3 separate regions of the Drosophila melanogaster genome follow, and all the other regions are linked to region 1. Evidence: chromatin contacts called from public Hi-C data. All regions are on one chromosome and are shown on one strand. The core of a region is the stretch at or near the end of the contact, and the rest is flanking DNA. Distances in the headings are between cores, read along the strand shown. Region 1 holds the start of bur (burgundy). Region 2 holds the start of l(2)k14505 (lethal (2) k14505). Region 3 holds the start of Itgbn (Integrin betanu subunit).

Evidence for each region. A called contact is a pair of places that touch in the nucleus more often than the background predicts.
Region 2: a contact with region 1 is called in a Hi-C map of the Kc167 cell line, with 2.9 times the contacts expected there. A contact is called at or near these places in 12 of 107 Hi-C or Micro-C datasets (the D17-c3 cell line, the Kc167 cell line, the ML-DmBG3-c2 cell line and 5 more).
Region 3: a Hi-C map of the Kc167 cell line shows a contact between it and region 1, with 2.0 times the contacts expected there. A contact is called at or near these places in 2 of 107 Hi-C or Micro-C datasets (the Kc167 cell line and embryo).

The regions. Positions count from the first base shown.
Region 1 is chr2L:21,178,272-21,180,971 of dm6, forward strand. It overlaps bur (burgundy), which reads right to left and starts at 1,412. Exons shown (of 10, transcript NM_001299191.1): 1 at 1,059-1,412. It overlaps Mcm10 (Minichromosome maintenance 10), which reads left to right and starts at 1,662. Exons shown (of 2, transcript NM_136253.4): 1 at 1,662-2,700. The coding sequence starts at 1,760. It also overlaps asRNA:CR44911.
Region 2 is chr2L:21,259,740-21,262,439 of dm6, forward strand. l(2)k14505 (lethal (2) k14505) reads left to right here and starts at 1,429. Exons shown (of 4, transcript NM_001273739.1): 1 at 1,429-1,595; 2 at 1,673-1,980; 3 at 2,038-2,218; 4 at 2,274-2,672. The coding sequence starts at 1,496. The coding sequence ends at 2,524.
Region 3 is chr2L:21,051,704-21,054,431 of dm6, forward strand. It overlaps Itgbn (Integrin betanu subunit), which reads left to right and starts at 1,330. Exons shown (of 6, transcript NM_078884.3): 1 at 1,330-1,518; 2 at 1,582-1,658; 3 at 1,755-1,941. The coding sequence starts at 1,431. CG42238 reads right to left here and starts at 461. Exons shown (of 7, transcript NM_001273724.1): 1 at 71-461.

The DNA.
Region 1 (2,700 bases), core at 162-2,661:
TGATCATAGTTTGGTTTTTTAAAATAATATTAAATAGATATAATTTTTGTATAATTTTGGTCAACAGACTGAATTTGGATTAACAACATGAAAAACGAATTTTTGTGCCAGGAGTATCTGTCAATGCTATATACTTCTACATACTAAAGTAGATTATCAAAGCATGGAAGTTAACATTTAATTTTATAGACACATTTGTCCCATCAAAGAATTTAGAAAAACAGCAGGTCAGGAACATGCTTTTCGAATTCCCGAAGTAATCGGCGACTTAGTACATATATTTTAAAATACAAATTTCGATGCATGAGGATGAGGATGTGAGGAGGAAACGGAACGTAATGGTGATGGGGTCAGGGGGGAGGGCGCCGGCTACTGACCGCCAGATGACAGGCGAAAATACTAAGAGGAGAGTGGCAGCGGAAGCGAGAGAGAGCGAAAGATGAGCGGAGAAAAATGGCAGGTAAACGAAAACAGAGCTGAAAAGTGCACAAGTAAAATAGAAAACAAAAATAAACAACAACAATCCAGGAGACAAATCGACGGTAGCAAGTCTTCTTGTTTGCCATTTATTTTCTCTTGAAGTGTGTAAAAACGCAGCAGCAGCAATATGAAAAGCCTCTCCGAAGGTTAGGAGTGCATTAGGTCACTGAAGCGATGCGATGTCTGTGATGTAAGCCGTGCTCCTCCTTTGGCTCTCTCTCATTTTTGATAACAACATGCAAGAGGTTATCAGAAACGGCACAAACCACAGCAACAACAACTAAAGAGGGCGGCCGCGTGGTTGTAATTTAATACACATGCAGAAGGCACGCACACTTACACACGTGGAGCCGCCAACAAGCGGCGCTTATAACCACAAAATGGCCACGGGATATATTTGCAAAACATTTAAAAAATTGCAAATGCGGAGAACAAAAAATCGCAACAAAAGCAAAGGCAAATGCGGTTGAAGCTAATTTGCGAATTCAACGGGCGGGGTGCGGAATTGTGGGCGGAGCAGCACCGCATGGCGATTTGGCTGGGATCGGGGATCTTTTTCGCCATATTGCGACTCTCACCTTCTCTCGTTTTAGCCTGGCTGCGGTTTTCCAGAACCGGGAAGTCCGTCGGCAAGGCCGTGGAATACCGTGACAAGCAGCGCAAGACTTTGTCTTAAGACGAAATTCGCGATCCGTTGTTTGCGGTCCCCCGTTTTCCTTCCTCACGCACACACTCAAAATTTCTTCGGCTGCTGCAGCTTCTTTTCCGCGTATCCAGGGCTGCTCGACACAGCTGGCGATGAAATCCCTGTGATTTTCACGGCTGCGTTATTATGGCCGCTTCCAGGGACTTTCCTTTTGGATTTCCTGCAGTTTTTTCGCGAATTAAAGCCGAAAGATGACTTATTGACGAGCGGATGACCATATTTCGGATTTGGGAAAAATCCAGCTGTGCTGCAAACGAAAAATACCAGCTGTGAACGTTTTTGGTATTAATATTTACCAAATAAATAAATTTATATTTATTTCGAAAACAATGAAAATTCCTTAATAACATTACATTACTTCTTTATTAGGAGTGCTTAAGTATTCTTTTAAATAATGAATTATAATTAAAATTATAATCTGTTTGTACAGTGTTGACAAACGAGCACTTTTTGTAGAACCATATACATTACCCGGTCACACTGAGCCCGCCAAAACAGATATGTTATTGCGCTTATTTAGAAAACCAAGAAAAAACACGAGAACACGTGAAAATACAAATCTACCCAAATGAAATGGGTCCTGCTCAGAAATCCGGAACAGATATTAGTATCGATGATGAGGAGGAAATACTGGCTCTGGAAAAACTACTGGGTGCAGCAGAAAACGAAAATACAAAATCTGCAGAGTCAGAAAAAGCAAAACCCACCGCACCCATTTTGGTGCCAAAACTACGAGAAGACAACAGTTTTGCTAATGCCTTCACCTTCGAGAAGATCGTGAAACCGGAAAAGCAGAAGAATGCTGCTATCATTAAGGAACCAGAGCTGGACTCGTCCGACGACGAGGAGGTAAAGAACTTCCTGGAACGAAAGTACAATGAGTACGGCAGTGATATAAACAAGAGACTGAAGCAGCAGCAGGAGAACGCCTACGAGTCCAAGGTGGCGAGGGAGGTGGATCAGGAGCTTAAGAAGTCTATCCACGTGGTTACATCCACCCCGCAACCCCTGAAAAATCCGCATAATCCTATTAAACGGCAATCGGCGGTGAGCACCACGTTTCAACGTCCTCCGCCAGTCGCTGCCGCCGTGGCATCTACATCCCAGTCAAGTGCTCCCGTATCTGCTGTTTTTACGGATCCAGTCTTCGGACTGCGCATGATCAATCCGCTAGTCTCCAGCTCACTGCTGCAGGAGCGCATGACGGGCAGGAAACCTGTGCCCTTCTCAGGCGTTGCGTATCACATCGAGCGAGGCGATTTGGCCAAAGATTGGGTCATTGCTGGCGCGCTGGTTTCCAAAAATCCTGTAAAAAACACCAAGAAGGGTGATCCCTACTCCACGTGGAAACTATCCGATCTACGGGGAGAGGTTAAAACGATCTCACTTTTCCTTTTTAAAGAGGCCCACAAATCCCTGTGGAAAACAGCGGAGGGTCTGTGCTTGGCTGTGTTGAATCCAACTATTTTCGAGAGGAGAGCGGGAAGCTCCGATGTGGCCTGCCTATCCATCGA
Region 2 (2,700 bases), core at 179-2,678, 81 kb after region 1:
GGAAATGTTCCCAACAGCTTATTCAATCTGGCTCTGCCCTTTCGTTTGAATAAACTGATACGTCAAAATTCTTATAGAGTAAAAGGGTATATTAGATTCCTTGTTAAGTATATAACAGGCAGAAGGAAGCGTTTCCGACAATGTAAAGTATATTCTCGATCAGGATCAATGGCCGAGTCGATCTAGGTATGTCCGTCTGTCCGTATGAACGTCAAGATCTCAGGAACGATAAAAGCTAGAAGGTTGCTAGTCAGGGAAGTCGACTATAGCATTCTCTCTTGTTTTTAATCAATATTTTGCCATTTTTGATCAATTTTTATCAAACAGCGTGGCAGTTTTTTGCGGTTTTAGGGCTATAGAATGGGCGGGTCAAAAAGTTGTTTGGCAAATCGACAGAAATTTTTAAGACTAATAAAAATATGAATAAATATCAAAACATTTTTCAAAAGTTTGATTATTATCCTCGTTTTTCTCGATGTTTATGTAGGCACGCTCCATATCTGCTTTTAATCAAAACATTGAACAACACAAAAAATGTAACAGTAACTATGTTTGGGATAGAATGATTGATAAATGAGTGCTTGCAACAGGTCCTGAAATTTATAGACTGAACGGTTACCCGATATATATATATATATGTATGTATATGTTGTTAGTTATTCATTGGTTACAAATTAATTTATTTTATTGTATTGCTTATATAAAGACATGAGTTTATAATTTAATGGTGGATACAGATTTTTTCTAATTTAAAGTAGCAACCGAAAGTTACAACAAAACTAGTATGTGTAATCTATACATCCCACATTAGTAGTACAGAATAATTTAGTAATAATATATATACATACTTTATAATGGTACGAATTAATCCATTTGAAAATTTGTATGTTACAACTTTAGAACATTTGTTTGCCCAAAAATAAGGATTCATATTTTTAAATAAAATTCTTATAAAGGAATGTGTTTAGATGGTTAGAAAGAGCCACCACTATCTTAGAATATGTTGCTAAAGTTTCAGCGTTGCAAGCTTATTTCAGAACGTTGCCTCAATCATACTAACGCCCACAACTGTCACTGCTACAGTTTTGGAAAAGGTTTTGATTTTATCATTTGTCTTGCACATTGTATCGATGTGCCAAAAATATGATGAGGCCAAACATATACAATGGTCATATCCAATAGTCAGAAATTAATAAAAACAAACAAGTTTTTTAAAAATACCGCACATGCAATTAGTGCGCATAGTGACATCTGCAGTCGCTAAAAGAGACCCAAGTGTTAAAAGCTTACTCGACTAGAAGCTATAAATGGCGATTAATTCCTCTAAGGGAATACCCTCGATGTCCTTATGAAGGCAGTGGAGTAGCACAGAAAGGTAAACAGTACCTACGACTGATTTATTGAGATTTGTGGAAAAAGTACTACAGCCACACTGAAAACTCAACTCTGCTGTTAAACAGCTGAAGACAAGTAGACAGGCAGACAAACTCTAAAAATGAACGGAAAGTATGTAGTTAGCGCCATCCGAGCTCTCCGGTTGACCAATTTCAGCCAGTGCAAAGGAGCCGCTAGCAGTTTCACTGTGCGCCACTATGGTAAGCCGCGATAGCCAGAATAAAAACGTGTGTTGCCATTTCATAACATCCCGCGATCGGCGGTTCTTCTCCTGCAGCCTCTCCTCCCAAGCGATTCTACAAGAAGACTTCCGTACTGAGCGGCGACAGCGGCTATGAAGTGGTGTTGGATCACCGGAAACTGAAAACGCCCAAGGGCACACCCTTCATCGTCCGCAGCGAACCCCTGGCCATTGCTGTAGCCACTGAGTTCGACGCTCAGAAGGAAAACATCGAGCGTTCCCGCATGCACTTATCCGCGCTCTGCTTCACGGCCATTGACAATCCCAATCACCTCTCCAAGTTGGACATGGTCAACTACCTTCTCAACTTCATCGCCACAGACACGGTGCTCTTCCAGTACGATGTGAGTGAATCAACTGAGAATTAGAGTGCACATTCCACAGACATATATCTTTTGCAGGACGAAAAGGACCTGCAGGACCTTCAGGTGAATGAATGGGACCCGGTGATCGCCTGGTTCAACCAGCGCTACGACACAAACCTGCAGAAGACCATGAACATAACGCCGCCTCAGGTCAGCGAGCAGGATAAAATGAATGTCGCAAAGCATTTTCAGTCCTACAGTTTGGAAACTCTGCATGGTAATGCAGACCATAAGTCTGGAGTTCAACGTCTATTAAATATATTTTCCTCCAGGCTTCATTTTCGCTGTGGACACCTTAAAGTCGATTGTCCTTGCCTGCGCCGTCATCGAGCAGATGCTTACCGTGGAGAAGGCTGTGGCCCTGGCGCGTCTAGAGGAAGAATACCAACTTAAGTTCTGGGGTCGCGTGGAGTGGGCACATGATTTAAGCCAACAGGAGTTGCAAGCACGCCTGGCGGCTGCCGTGCTCTTCGTACACCTTAACTGTTCGGAAAACCTTGTTAAGCAAAAGATAATTCTTTAAAATTAAAATACCTGTTCAACATACATATGAGCTGACTACCACAGGGTTATGGTAGCACGTATGTAGGTCTCCTAGGACCTAGGACATAATAATAGATGTATATAAATCGTGCCTAGTTTGAAACTTATCAAGGTCAGGTCATCCTCCCTTTTTTTTTAGCTCTTACCGGTTTTTTT
Region 3 (2,728 bases), core at 80-2,579, 130 kb before region 1:
ACCTTTGATTTTTTTGCCGCACTTTAATTTGACTGCATACTTTACATCTCCATCTCTATCGCACACTCACCGTTTAATTGAGAAAAACACACACGATCTCGTCAATTGGTCGCGTATTTGTCGCCGCTCATTTGGTAAACATTTGGAGTTTTTCATCCGATTTTCCGCTACAAACACAAAAAATGCGAAACTCCGCGCTCCGCTCCAAAGCTGAACCGTTCCGATTGAAAATCGTCCGCTGTACGACCCCGCGATTTGAAAATTTTTCGCCGACTGGCCGTTTCATGAGTGTTTCAGTATTTTGCTGCGTCTTTTTACCCACGATTTTGGTCACACTACTGCGCCATCCATCTCTTGTTCACACAGCCATTTCATAAAATGAAAGAAGAGGACAACAACATAATGGTAAAAATGTTTTTTCTCCGCGGGGTTGGTCACAGGATAGTAAGACCATGGCTCGGCTGGAGAATTATACCGCCCGAAGAGAGTAAGAGAGCACTAACTTAAGACCAGTTTTGACAAATTGAGCCTAACAGTGTGACCAGTAATTTCCTAATAAAATCGTTATTCTGACTTATATATTAAATAATTTAAATTCTATTTTACGTTTAAAATCATAAAAGCAATCTGAAAAACACAAGACTAACATTATGCCAACCGATAGTCCTATTCATTGTGTTATTTAATACAAATTTTTCTAAGAGAAGACTTGCACTAAATGAACAAAATTTTTTTTATTAAATTTGTATAGTTTTGCTTATGTGTAGCTGTTGGTTTGTTGTTGTTTGCTTTAGACTCTTTCATATGAATTCGTCTTGGTTTATTTTAGTATTTTCGGTCCCTTACAAGCTCTGACGGCTACAAAACTTGTGGCTCCACATATTTAAAGTACAAATATGTAACCCCTTCTCTACCATTAAATGGGAGCTGGTCTATAATATATTTCTAATGGGATGGAATTTTTAAAACAACTAGACATAAAAGTATACTTTAAGGTTTTGATTGTGACTAAATATGATATCTAAATAAATAAAGAAATGGATCTCCAAATAAATATACATATATTATGTATATACTTTCCAAACACTAATATTTATTTAAACAAAACATAAGAACGATAGCAGTGCATTTTTTATGTCTTAAAATGTAGTGAGTTAGACAACACGTGAATGAAATTTGCTTTCTTTTATTATCACTTATTACTCTCATTTATTTTTAAGAGTGCCATTTATTCTAATCACATCATTTTCCCAATAACTTCTCACATTTTTTGTCACTCTCTCCTGATAAGATACGAGCGGAGCAATCAACGTTTTTCGTACTGAACAAATATTAGTTACGCTGGACTTCTAAGGCCGAACGGTCGCTAGCTCCCTTAGCAAAAAAAATATATGTGATCGTTGGTAGTGAAAATTGCACGCATTTTGAAAATGACGTCACTGGGCGGAAGGGCGTTCTTGTGGATATATTTGGTTTTTCTAATAGCTGAGATCTCTCATTCGGATGCAGATTCAATTGGTTTGTTAGCCGGCAGCTTTGACGTGACATAACGGATTTGTTATCGCCATCTCTTTTACGCAGATGATCAGTGCAGGCACGCAGACAGCTGCGAAAGATGTTTATCCGCTCATCTGGAATGCGCTTGGTGCACGGACAAGGTGAGTACGAGGGAGATGGCAAGAAAACATAAACGGTTCCTACTGCTGCTGTCATCCTTGCGAAGTCAATCATTTTCCTATTTGGTTGCATATCAGGAATACCAGGTGGGATATCGTTGTCTCTCTCGCCGGCAACTACTTAACTACAACTGCAGTGAAACGGATATATACGAGAACCAGCCGGTCCTAGATGTCCTTCAGGATAAGCCCCTAAAGGACTACGAAACCAGTGATCAGGCTGTCCAAGTCACACCCCAGCGGGCATACCTTAAGTTGGTCAAAGGTGTGTGTTTGGATAATTGTTTTATTTAGCTTTTCTTATCTTATCAAATTTGATTTATCATGTGGCTACCAACACTTTTTCATGTGTGTCACCCTTCCAATTCTTCCCCACTACTTCGTATTTGTTCCACATTTGCTCCACATCATTTTTAAACATTTTGTTTTTGTGTCCGTGCTTTGCTTATCAGGCCTTGGTGGTTGTCACATCTTGTTATTGTTGTACCATTTAGCGTGGGAATACCTATCCCTCTCTTTCTTTCCGCCGTCCTTGTCCAACACTTTTGAAAGTTCACTGACCCAAAGACATTATAATAATTATAATCTAATGTCTGATTGAAAACCCACTTTATAGGTATTGAGATACTTACCTTATAAGTATTGTGATCCCAGAACTAATAGATTATGTATTCGTTGTCGTGCTGAATAAGCGAGCAAAAATGAGTCACAAGAATGTGCTTTTGTTGTTTATAAGTTTTCTCGAGGGTTGAATAATATTTCAATGAGTAAAACGCGATTAATTTCAAAAAAAAAAAAACATACATTAATATTTTGGAGCTTTGATCCGGAAATACTCAACTAATTTCTACATATATCACTAACTTCTAAGATTAAATCACAGAAAACCACAACCTATAATTGTATTTTATTATTTTTAGTTGTTAACCCATTTTGGGGTAGTTATTTTTAGCATACAGACCCAACTAGCACTTTTATTCCTTAGTCTCCATAATGCATTTGCGTTTATCTCAATTGATATGGTGCTAAGTTGTTTTCATCGAGCCGCATTT